Regions from separate parts of the Oryctolagus cuniculus genome. Here region 1 is linked to region 2. The links are chromatin contacts, called in public Micro-C maps. All regions are on one chromosome and are shown on one strand. The core of a region is the stretch at or near the end of the contact, and the rest is flanking DNA. Distances in the headings are between cores, read along the strand shown. Region 1 has its middle 46 kb from the start of TMEM45B. Region 2 holds the start of BARX2 (BARX homeobox 2).

What was found. Hi-C and Micro-C count contacts between places; a contact is called where the count stands out from the background.
Region 1: a contact with region 2 is called in a Micro-C map of ear pinna, with 4 times the contacts expected there. The contact joins the enhancer-like site here to the promoter of BARX2 in region 2. A contact is called at or near these places in 4 of 6 Hi-C or Micro-C datasets (ear pinna, embryonic fibroblasts, psoas muscle and 1 more).

Annotation. Positions count from the first base shown.
Region 1 is chr1:123,622,154-123,626,992 of mOryCun1.1, forward strand. No RefSeq gene overlaps it. Among named protein-coding and RNA genes, the nearest start is that of TMEM45B, 46 kb to the right of the region's middle. Within about 2 kb of position 2,503, at least 5 of the 8 cell types and tissues checked have an H3K27ac peak or open chromatin away from gene starts, as enhancers often do. A contact at or near this core is called in ear pinna, where this site is marked.
Region 2 is chr1:123,322,209-123,326,941 of mOryCun1.1, forward strand. BARX2 (BARX homeobox 2) reads left to right here and starts at 2,968. Exons shown (of 4, transcript XM_008259259.4): 1 at 2,968-3,539. The coding sequence starts at 3,353.

The DNA.
Region 1 (4,839 bases), core at 1,253-3,752, 300 kb after region 2:
AGAATGTTCTCTGCTTCACTGCCTCCAAACGCGGGCGTTGCATCAGTGAGCTCATCAGTGAGTCTGGCTGGTTGTCATTGTGTTTTGTTTTTGTCTGTTATCCAAAGTGGTTTTTATTTTGTTTTGCAATAGGTATTACCTTGGTTCAAAAATCAATTAGCACAAAAAATTAGGCAGTGGAGTCTCACTCCCATCCTGTAACTATCTTCCCTGTCCACCCACAGAGACATAACTAATCCACTTCACTAGTACATCCTTTCCCAGAGTCTAAGGCAAATGCAAACACAGTCATTTTCTTACTTTCTCTCTTATTTACAGGGAGGGTAATAGAGTATACTCCGCTGCCCCCTGACCTCCATTATTTAATATACCTCGGACGTCGGTTCCTAGAGGGCTTCCTCATTCTTCCCTACAGCTGTGTAATATTCCATTGTAGCGAAGTACCATGATTTAATTATCCCCACTTGATGGATATATTCCAGTATTCCAATTTGTGGCTATTAAAAACCAGTAGTAGGGGCTGGCCCTGTGGCTCACTAGGCTAATCCTCCGCCTTGCGGCGCCAGCACACCGGGTTCTAGTCCCAGTTGGGGCGCCGGATTCTGTCCCGGTTGCCCCTCTTCCAGGCCAGCTCTCTGCTGTGGCCAGGGAGTGCAGTGGAGGATGGCCCAGGTACTTGGGCCCTGCACCCGCATGGGAGACAGAAGAAGAACCTGGCTCCTGGCTTCAGATCAGTGCAATGCGCCGGCCGCAGCGCGCCAGCTGCGGCGGCCACTGGGGGGTGAACCAACAGCAAAAAGGAAGACCTTTCTCTCTGTCTCTCTCTCTCATTGTCCACTCTGCCTGTCAAAAATAAAAAATAAAATAAAAATAAAAAACAGGGCCAGCGCTGTGGCACAGTGGGTAAAGCAGCCGCCTGCAGTGCTGGCATCCCATACAGGCATTGGTTGGAATCCCAGCTACTCGACTTCCAATCCAGCTTTGTGCTACGGCTTGGGAAAGCAGCAGAAGATGGCCCAAATCCCAGTGCCCCTTCAGCCCTCATGGGAGGCCTGGTCACATCTTTGTAATTTTGAGATATTGCAAAATTGCTCTCCATTTTGCCTGCCATCATGAATGTGAAAGTGTTCTACTTCTTCACAGATGATAGCCTGATCCAGTGTGTTGTCAAACTTTTGGATTTTTTTCCAATCCGATAGGTGAGACATTGTGTCACTGAGTGGTTTCAGTTTGCATTGCTCCCATTATAACTGACACTGAGCATCATTTTTATACATTTGGGAGCCATCTCTGTCTTCTGTCCCATGAACCCTCTTTTGTTGATGTGCATTCCTGAGTTCTTTATGAAGATCAGCCATTTTCTGAGTTGCGAATAGTTTTATCCGGTTTCTTGTGTTTGCAGAGGGTGCTTTGGCCATGCAGAAGTTTTGATATTAATTTACCAATCTTCTCTGGTTTGGGAGATTTCTGAAATTCGACTCATCATCAGAAACTCTTACCATCGCAGCATTATAAAAGGTTTAACACGGAAATACTCCCAAGTTTTCACCTAATACTTACATGAATTTGTTCTTTAAAAAAAAAGATTTAAACTTTTGGTCCATTTGGAGTCTCTCTTCCCCAACTTTTTCTCACGCAAGAAGGGAGTTCCTTGCGTCCCCAAGTGTCCTGGCTCCATCCAGCCACCCTCCGGACTCCTCTTTCATCCTAACCTGAACTTGGCCCCAACCCTGCACGTAGACATTACAACAGCTGCCAGCAATGTAGACCTCGGGAGGGAGGCGGCAGCAGCCCTCGGCACCTCCCAGCGCGCTCCGGCTGCGCACGTGAACCCGAGCTGTCTGGGATGAAGCAAGGTTTGGGGGAACTGAAAGGAAGCCAGCGGCAGGAACCCCAAGGGCGCTTGCCTCAGCCACTTAAAATTCTTGGAAGCCCTGACCAGAGTCGCTTGGAAAGGGGGGAAACGGACTTAAAAAGCCATCTCAGGGTCTCAACATGTGCTCTCCGCTGGTAGAATTCGGGCCGAGGATTTGGAAGCCCCGGCGGGAGTATCCGTTCCCCACTCTCGCCTAATCCCCTCCAAACCGCCCGGCTCTACAGCTGTTGGTGCGCCAGATCAACTATGCATTCAATTATTCTTGGCCCGGACAGGGCGGCTCGCCTCAAAGGCCGGGGCTTCATAGTCCGGGCCACTTCAATCGGCCCGGCCGTCCCGGGGCCGCGTCCAGGAGCCAGCGCCCGTTTGAAGACGGCAGCGCCCCCTCCTCACCCTGTCCGCGCAGACCCCGGGCCGCCCCCGCCGCGGACCCGGGGTCGCGGAGCCGAGCGAGCTGTGGGAACGCAGCCAGCGCCGAGAAGCGGGGCGCTAAAGTCATTACAAACGCAAGGGAGATTAGCAGGCGCTGCGGGGACAAATGCTTCCAAAATGGATCCCGGGCGGGCGGCGCGGACTCAAAGGCGACGCGGCGGCAGCTGCCGTCTCCATGGCGACGGCGGCAACACCGGCGCGGCCCGGGCGCGCGCCCCGCGCACGTGCGCGCCCGCGGTGTCGGGCCGGCCGCCGTGACACCCTGGGGAGGTGCACGGCGGCGTGGCCATCGCCGCGGGGTCGCTGCCTCCGTGTGCCTGCCCCGCCCTTGGCTGCGGAGAGCCCACTAATAAACGGCGGACAGCTGGTGAGAGGGAGCGAGGAGCGCCCTCTGGCAGGTGCTTCGAGAACATTCTGGGGGCTGACGCCCCACGCTGCTGGCAAGTGCGCTCTGTCCCCGCCTGTCCTCCTGGCCCCGGCCACTCTCAAGGCCGCTGTCTTTTCCTCAACGAAACTTCATCGCAGCTTCTCCTCAGATCCTGAGGCACCCCTGAGAAGTGGCTTGGGGTGACCGAACTCCATTTGCAATCTCCTCATTCCCCTGAGACGGCTTCAGAAAAACAGAAATCTACGGACGGCAGTGGGATCGCCATGCACATGTATATTCATATTAAGTCCCTAACTTAACTTCCAAATATGTTGCCACTCATAAGTGCCCCCCAGGGAGAGAGAGAGAGAGCGAGCGAAAGAGCTACCATCCACTGGTTCTTACCCCAAATGGCTGCAACATTTAGGGTTGGACCAGGCTGAAGCCAGCAGCCTGGAGCTTCCCGCGTGGGCGCAGGGGCCCAAGCACTTGGGCCATCTTCTGCTGCTTTCCCAGGCACATGAGCAGGGGGCTGGACCAGAAGTGGAGCAGCCAGAATTAGAACCAAGACCCAAAAGGAATGCCAGTGTAACCTGCTACGCCACAGTGCCAGCCCCCATGAGTGTTTTCAGAAATTCCAAAGTGGGCAACTAGCTGAGCAGGGCAGATGCCCGCGAGCCCTATCAGAGCATCTGAGTTTGCATCCCTGCTCTGGCTCCTGACTCCAGCTTCTTCCTCCTGCGGGTCCTGGGAGGCAGTGGTCCTGGTTCCAGTGATCCGGGCTCCTGCCATCCACAGTTCCCGCTTTCACAGCTGGGACAATCCAGACCAGACGGAATACTGCTCCAAAGTTACCCAAGGAGGTTAAGCTGTTTCCGGACACTGGGACTTGGTCGCTAGGATTGCGGTTTGTTTTTTTGTTTTCCCAACTTGCTGTAGCAGTGACCACTTTCCAAGGACAGTCTTACGTGGAACCCACGCGGGTAAAAACAGATGAAATCAAAACTGCTCTCGGGAAACTCAGGCCGCCCTGGTCCCCCCCACTCCCACACCTCACATCCGGACCTGGGCCACTGCAGAGGGTGGGGGGGTCTCCTTCACACATACCCAGTCACCATGCACTGGGCGTTCCAGAGCCCACGATCGCATGGCTTCCCTGTCACTCCCAGGCTCTCCCTCTGCTCCTGCTGCGTCTTAGGCTGTTTTTCTTCCTCTGCCTCCTCTGATGCAGTTGCCTTTAAGGATTCCCTCCAACTAGGCTCCACCCCGGAATCACCAGGGGTGCTTGTTAAAATGCAGGTTCCTGGTCATCACCCCAGACCTCCTAACTCAGAGCCGCTGGCCACATGCAGCTGTAACAAGCTGCTCAGACCACTCCCATGAACTCTTTTTAGAGTTGTTTGAGGGAGCCACCACTGTGGCGCAGTGCGTTAAGCTGGCATCCCACATGGCACCAAGTTTGAATCCTAGCTGCTCCACCTCTGATCCAGCTCTCTGCTATGGCCTGGGAGAGCACTGGAAGATGGCCCAAGTGCTTAGGCCCCTGCACCCACGGAGGAGACCTGGAGAAACTCCTGGATCCTGGCTTCAGATCAGCCCAGCTCCGCCATTGCAGCCATTTGAGGAGTGAACCAGGGGATGCAAGATCTCTCTCTGTCTCTCCCTTTCTGTGTCTGTAACTCTGCCTCTCAAATAAATAAATAAATCTTCAAAAAAGTTTCTTGGATTTTTAAAGATTTTATTTATTTATTTGAAAGGCAGAGTGATAGAGACATAGAGAGATCTTCCATCCACTGATTCATTCTCCAACTGCACACAAAACCCAGGCTAGACCAGGTCAAAGCCAGGAGCCAGGACCCCAACCAGGTCTCCCACGTGGATGGTTGGGATACAAGGACTTGAGCCATTGTCTGCTGCCTTCCAGGTGCACTAACAGGAAGCTGGATCAGAAGCAGAGGAGGCAGAACTCTAGCCGGCGCTCTGATGCGGGCTGTGGGTGTCCTGAGTGGCAGCTCACTGAACCGCAATCCCCATCCCTCCCTGGACTCTTAAGTTTGGGGTCTGGGTCTGGCACTGCGGCACAGCACACTAGGCTGCCTCCTGCAACACTAGCATCCTATATCGGGGCACTGGTTCAAATCCCGACTGCTCTGCTTCCAAGCCA
Region 2 (4,733 bases), core at 1,718-4,217:
GAGGAACGGGAGTGAAAAGAGGGAGACAGGAGCAGAATGGGAATCGGCCTGGATGCCATTGCTTAAAAACCCTAGAATAATGAAAGAGAGAGAGAGAGAGAGAGAGAGAGAGAGAGAGAGGCTCATTCGAGAAGAAGCACACAAGTACACATTTGGTACAAGTTGTAAGATTTGTCGTCACCAAGTACTTTATACGAATTAAGTTTTCCAGCTTTTGCGTATCCGCTTGTTCATGGCACATGTCCTGCCCCAGATGCTATGTGGGTATTTGGAAAACTAGACGGATACTAATGTTTACGGCATTTCACATCGTGGAGGGTGCAATAAACATGCAATGGACACGCGAGAGCCAGGAGTTGCGAGGGACAGCCTTGGGATGGGGAAGCGCTTCCCAGGGGAGGGACTTTTCAGGTGGGGCTCAATTTGTTTTCCTCTAAGGAGGAAGAGCAAGGGGTGCGCAGGGCTTTCCAGTGAGAGAGAAGGAGCTGGGATTATGACAGGGCAACCTGTGACGGTGGTATGGGGATTACCGTTTACAGATGAAGGCACTGAGGCTCCATTTAAGTCATAAACAACAGAGAGCTACCGTCCGACTGCGCAACCTGGAACCCCTTGCTCTCCCCTGCGCGTGGGAGTGTGTGCCCACAAACCCTACCAGAGGTCCCTTGCCTCTGGGGGCAAAGAAGCGAAGACACAAAATCCAAGCTGAGTAGGAATGCGTTTGACGTCTTCAGCTGTTAAAACACCGCAGATTACAACACCCACTGTGAGGGAGAGCGGGAAGCGGGGAGGAGAGGGCTGGGGGACTCGGCCCGTTAGGCGAGCGCGCAGGCGAGGCGGCGGGGCTTGGGCTGCGTAACTGCAAGCCTGCTGCCTCGGCACCAGCGCGATCCGGACCCGGGCTGGGGAGACAGGGCGGGAGGAGAGGAGGAGAGAAGAAAAGGGACGCACTGTGGGGAGAAGAGAAGGAAGGGCAGAACAGAGAAGAGAGAAGCTGGAATCCCGGGAAAGAACAGGCTAAAAGCGCAGGAACACTGGGGGAAAGGGGATCTGCAGGGAATGAGTGGTCCTGGAAAGACTGGAATAGCTCGAGAGTGAGAAAGAAATTGAGGAGCAGGAGGGCAGGGCGAGGACCTGGCCCAAGGATAACCCGCACGGCGCGCTGTCGGTGAGCACCCGCTCAGGGGCTCGGCCCCTCGCCGCATCTCTGTCGCCGGGCCGGCGCTCCGGTCCGGGGCTCCGGACGCTCCAAGCCCGACCCTTAGTAGGCGCTGCACTTGGGTCACCCTCCCCAAAACAGTCTCTGGGGGACGTGGTGGAAGCTGCCCACAGCACTCCGCTTTCCCGGAGGCGAAGACGACTCCACGCCCGGAGTGGCCCTGGGAACGAATGCAGCTCTCCTGGGAGGGACCCAGGTCATTGTGTGTAGCGCGCGGGGTCCCTGCTCCTTCCGCGCTCAGAACAGCCTTTGGGCGGCTCGTCCCGGCGTCAGGGCCCCGGCTGCGCGCAGCGCCGTACCCGATAGAGGACAGGCCGCCTGGTTCCGCCGCGACAGCAAGGGCGCGCCAGGGCCCGCTGCGGCTACCCGGGGTCTCTTCTAGTGGACGCGCGCCGCTGGCGGTCGTTCTCAGCGGCCCTCGAACGAGCTGCCTCCGCGGAGAAGAATCAAGGAAAACGATCTAAAACAGAGAGGAGGGAGGGGAGCCCGGGCACGCACGCACATTTCTGCAAGGGAGTTCCTCCAAGACGCACAGCGGGCCCTGTCTAAAGCTCGGCTTGATTGGCCTGTTAATAGCTCTTAAGTGCAGCATTGTGAGTCCCTAGGCGTGTCCCTCCTCCGAGTTTAACTACCGGCTCAGGCGCCGCAGCCACTTCGCTCCCGCGACCACCTGGGGCCCCTCGGGGAGCCCGGCAAGACTCGGGGCCCCGTCCAGGTCGGGAGCGGGGAGCGGGCGTCAGCAGCCCTGGCCAAGGCCGTCTTTAGTTCGCACTGTCTGTCCCTTCCGTTCGCTTTCCTTCCACTCCTGAACACCCCAATCCCGAGACAAGTCGTGGAAATGGGCGCGCCCCGGACACTGCCCGCCGACTGCCGCGCGCTGAGCCCCCTCGGGCTCGGAGGCCTGGCGGGGGCCCCTCACCCAACAATTCCGATTGAAAACGAAAGTTCGCACGGATACGAATTGGACAGACTCAGAGAGTAGGAGCTCAGGGGAAGAAGTCAAACTGCTCGGGAAACACGGGTCTCCGTGGCTGCCCACGCCCTGTCGCGTCTCGAGGGACCTGCTCAGATTCAGGGAGTACCCGGCGCTGGGAGCCGCTCGCGTGGGGCCCACTGCACCAGGGCCCGTGGGCAGCCTGGAAACGCGCTGTGCTGGCCCTTGCCGAAGCGGAAAAATGGGCTATAACCAGAGTTTAAACACCGGGAAAGAACGCACGCTTTTATTACTAATTTGTGGCTTATGGCAGGGATAACGGCCGGGGCCACGATCATTTATGGGGTAGGATCTTGGTGGTGCCTTTCTGTTTGCTAGCTCAGCGCAAATGCGAGGTCGGCCAGGGCTGCGGGGTTCCCAACTGATGACAACGGAGCCGTGGTCCTCGGGCGTAGTCCACGCGGGAAAGGAGAAAGACACAGGGGCTCGCAGCGGCTTGGGCGCTGGGGCCCGCAGCACCAGGGGCCTTGGCCGAAAATCGACTTCTTTCCAGTAAGACCTGGGCGCACGCACTAGCCCACCGCTGTGCAAGCGTCGGGAGCCGGCGGGCAGACGTGGGCCCAAGATGGGGCGAAGGTGCGCACTGGGCACTTCCCCGGGCCGTGGTCCCCAGCGGGGGCGGTGCGCACTCTCCGCCGCGCAACACACACACACACGCGCGCGCGCGCACGCCCTGCGCACACCTGGAGCCTGTCCCGAGAGGGGGCGGGGAGGAGAGCCCAAGCTGGGTGTCTTAAAATAGAGACGCCGGCCTGGGAGTGTGAGACACCGGGAGGCGGCGGGGCACGCGGCGCGCAGGTTGGCGCGCGGGTCTCCCGGGCGGGCGGGGGCGGGGTGGGCGCCGACGCCCCTCGGCTAAAGCACCCGGCACCTGGTCCGCAGGAAGTGAGCGCTGATTGACAGCCGCCTTGTCCCCAAAAGGCTCTGCGAAGATGCTGGTCTTCGGGTGTGTGTAGTCGCGCGAGAGGCGCGCCCGGTGCCCGCTGCCCTCGGCGCTCGCAGCCCCCCGCCGCCTGCCCGGCTGCTGAGGAGCGGGGCTCAGGCCCCCTGCCCCTCGCCGGCGCGCCAGCCCCGCGGCCCCGGCCGGCCCGTGCCCTCGCAGCCGCGCTCGGGCCGGCGGGCGCTCGCCGCGGCTCACCATGCACTGCCACGCCGAGCTGAGGTTGAGTTCGCCCGGCCAGCTGAAGGCAGCCAGGCGGCGCTACAAGACTTTCATGATCGACGAGATCCTGTCCAAGGAGACCTGCGACTACTTTGAGAAACTCTCGCTCTACTCCGTGTGCCCGTCGCTGGTCGTGCGCCCCAAGCCCCTGCACTCCTGTCCGGGTAAGACGCCCGCTGGGGGAGGGGTGCGTGGGCGGTCGCCTGTGCTTTCCCACCCGAGGGCCGCAGGCAGGGGCCCGGGGGTCCTTTGCCTGCGCCCCTGCGCGGGGTCCGGACTCCCCGGCGGTGGCCGAGGCGAGGCGTCTGCAACGCGGCGGGGCAGGGCCAGGCGTCGGGTCGGTGGCGCACAGGCGGCCGTGCGCTAGGAGGGCGCCGCGGGTGCGGGGCCTGGCTGGTGCTGCCTCGCCGAGCACGCCGGCCGCTTCCGGGCTGTGCTTGTCAGTGAGAGCTCAGCCCGGGCCCCGAGGCAGCGCCCCACGAGCGGTTTCAGGAAGCGGTGGCGTGGGTTTCTCCACTTGCCTGTCACCTCGCGCCCCTGGCCCGCCGGGGCTGTCGTGAGGAGGTCGCGATCCCGAGGTTCGCGGCAAAACCCGCGAGTTCCCCGCGCTTGGCAAGGTGACAGCGCTCTGGGGGAAGTGGGTCTGCACCCGTGGCGCTTGCGGCGCGCCCCGCGGTGGGGGAGCGGACTCCGTGAGTGTGAAATGACTAAAAACTGACGGCGGAAAACACACACACACACACACACACCCACCCAGAAAACCTTCCTCAGGTCTGCTTTCCTCCCTCCACACGAGCTGAGACCGATAAGTTCATAAAAACTTGGACAAAGTTGTAGGCTTATGTAGAAAATAAATCCAAAAACGTGGGAAAAAAAAGTTTTGGGGACATTAAGCTCCAAATTTCAGAGTGCCTTGAGGAAAAAAAAATTGAATCAATTTTTAGCAGAATTTCTGTTAAAGGTAATTTGATATTTTCAAACCAAAAGAAGCGTTGAGGGTATGTTTGCTGCATCGGTGTCGTGAAAATAAATTAATTGAAATATGCGTCCTTGGGAAAAGCGGACGCTTTGAATGACTTTTTTTGGAACGTTGCAGCCAAAAGCGTGTTGTTGTTTCAGTGCTGTTGTAGCCCTAAATAGAACAATCAGCCCATAAATAATAAACGCGCACAGTGAAGTCCTTTTTTGAAGCTAGTTGTTCCTACACGCCTGTGGTTGTAAAATGAGTGCCGTGTTCACTGACCTTTTGAAGTAAGATTTGTAAGGTGGAATTAGGTCTGCTGTCCCATAACGAATCTCGTAACACTGACACTGAAATACTGATTTTAAAAAATACTGATTTAAATCAATATAGACAT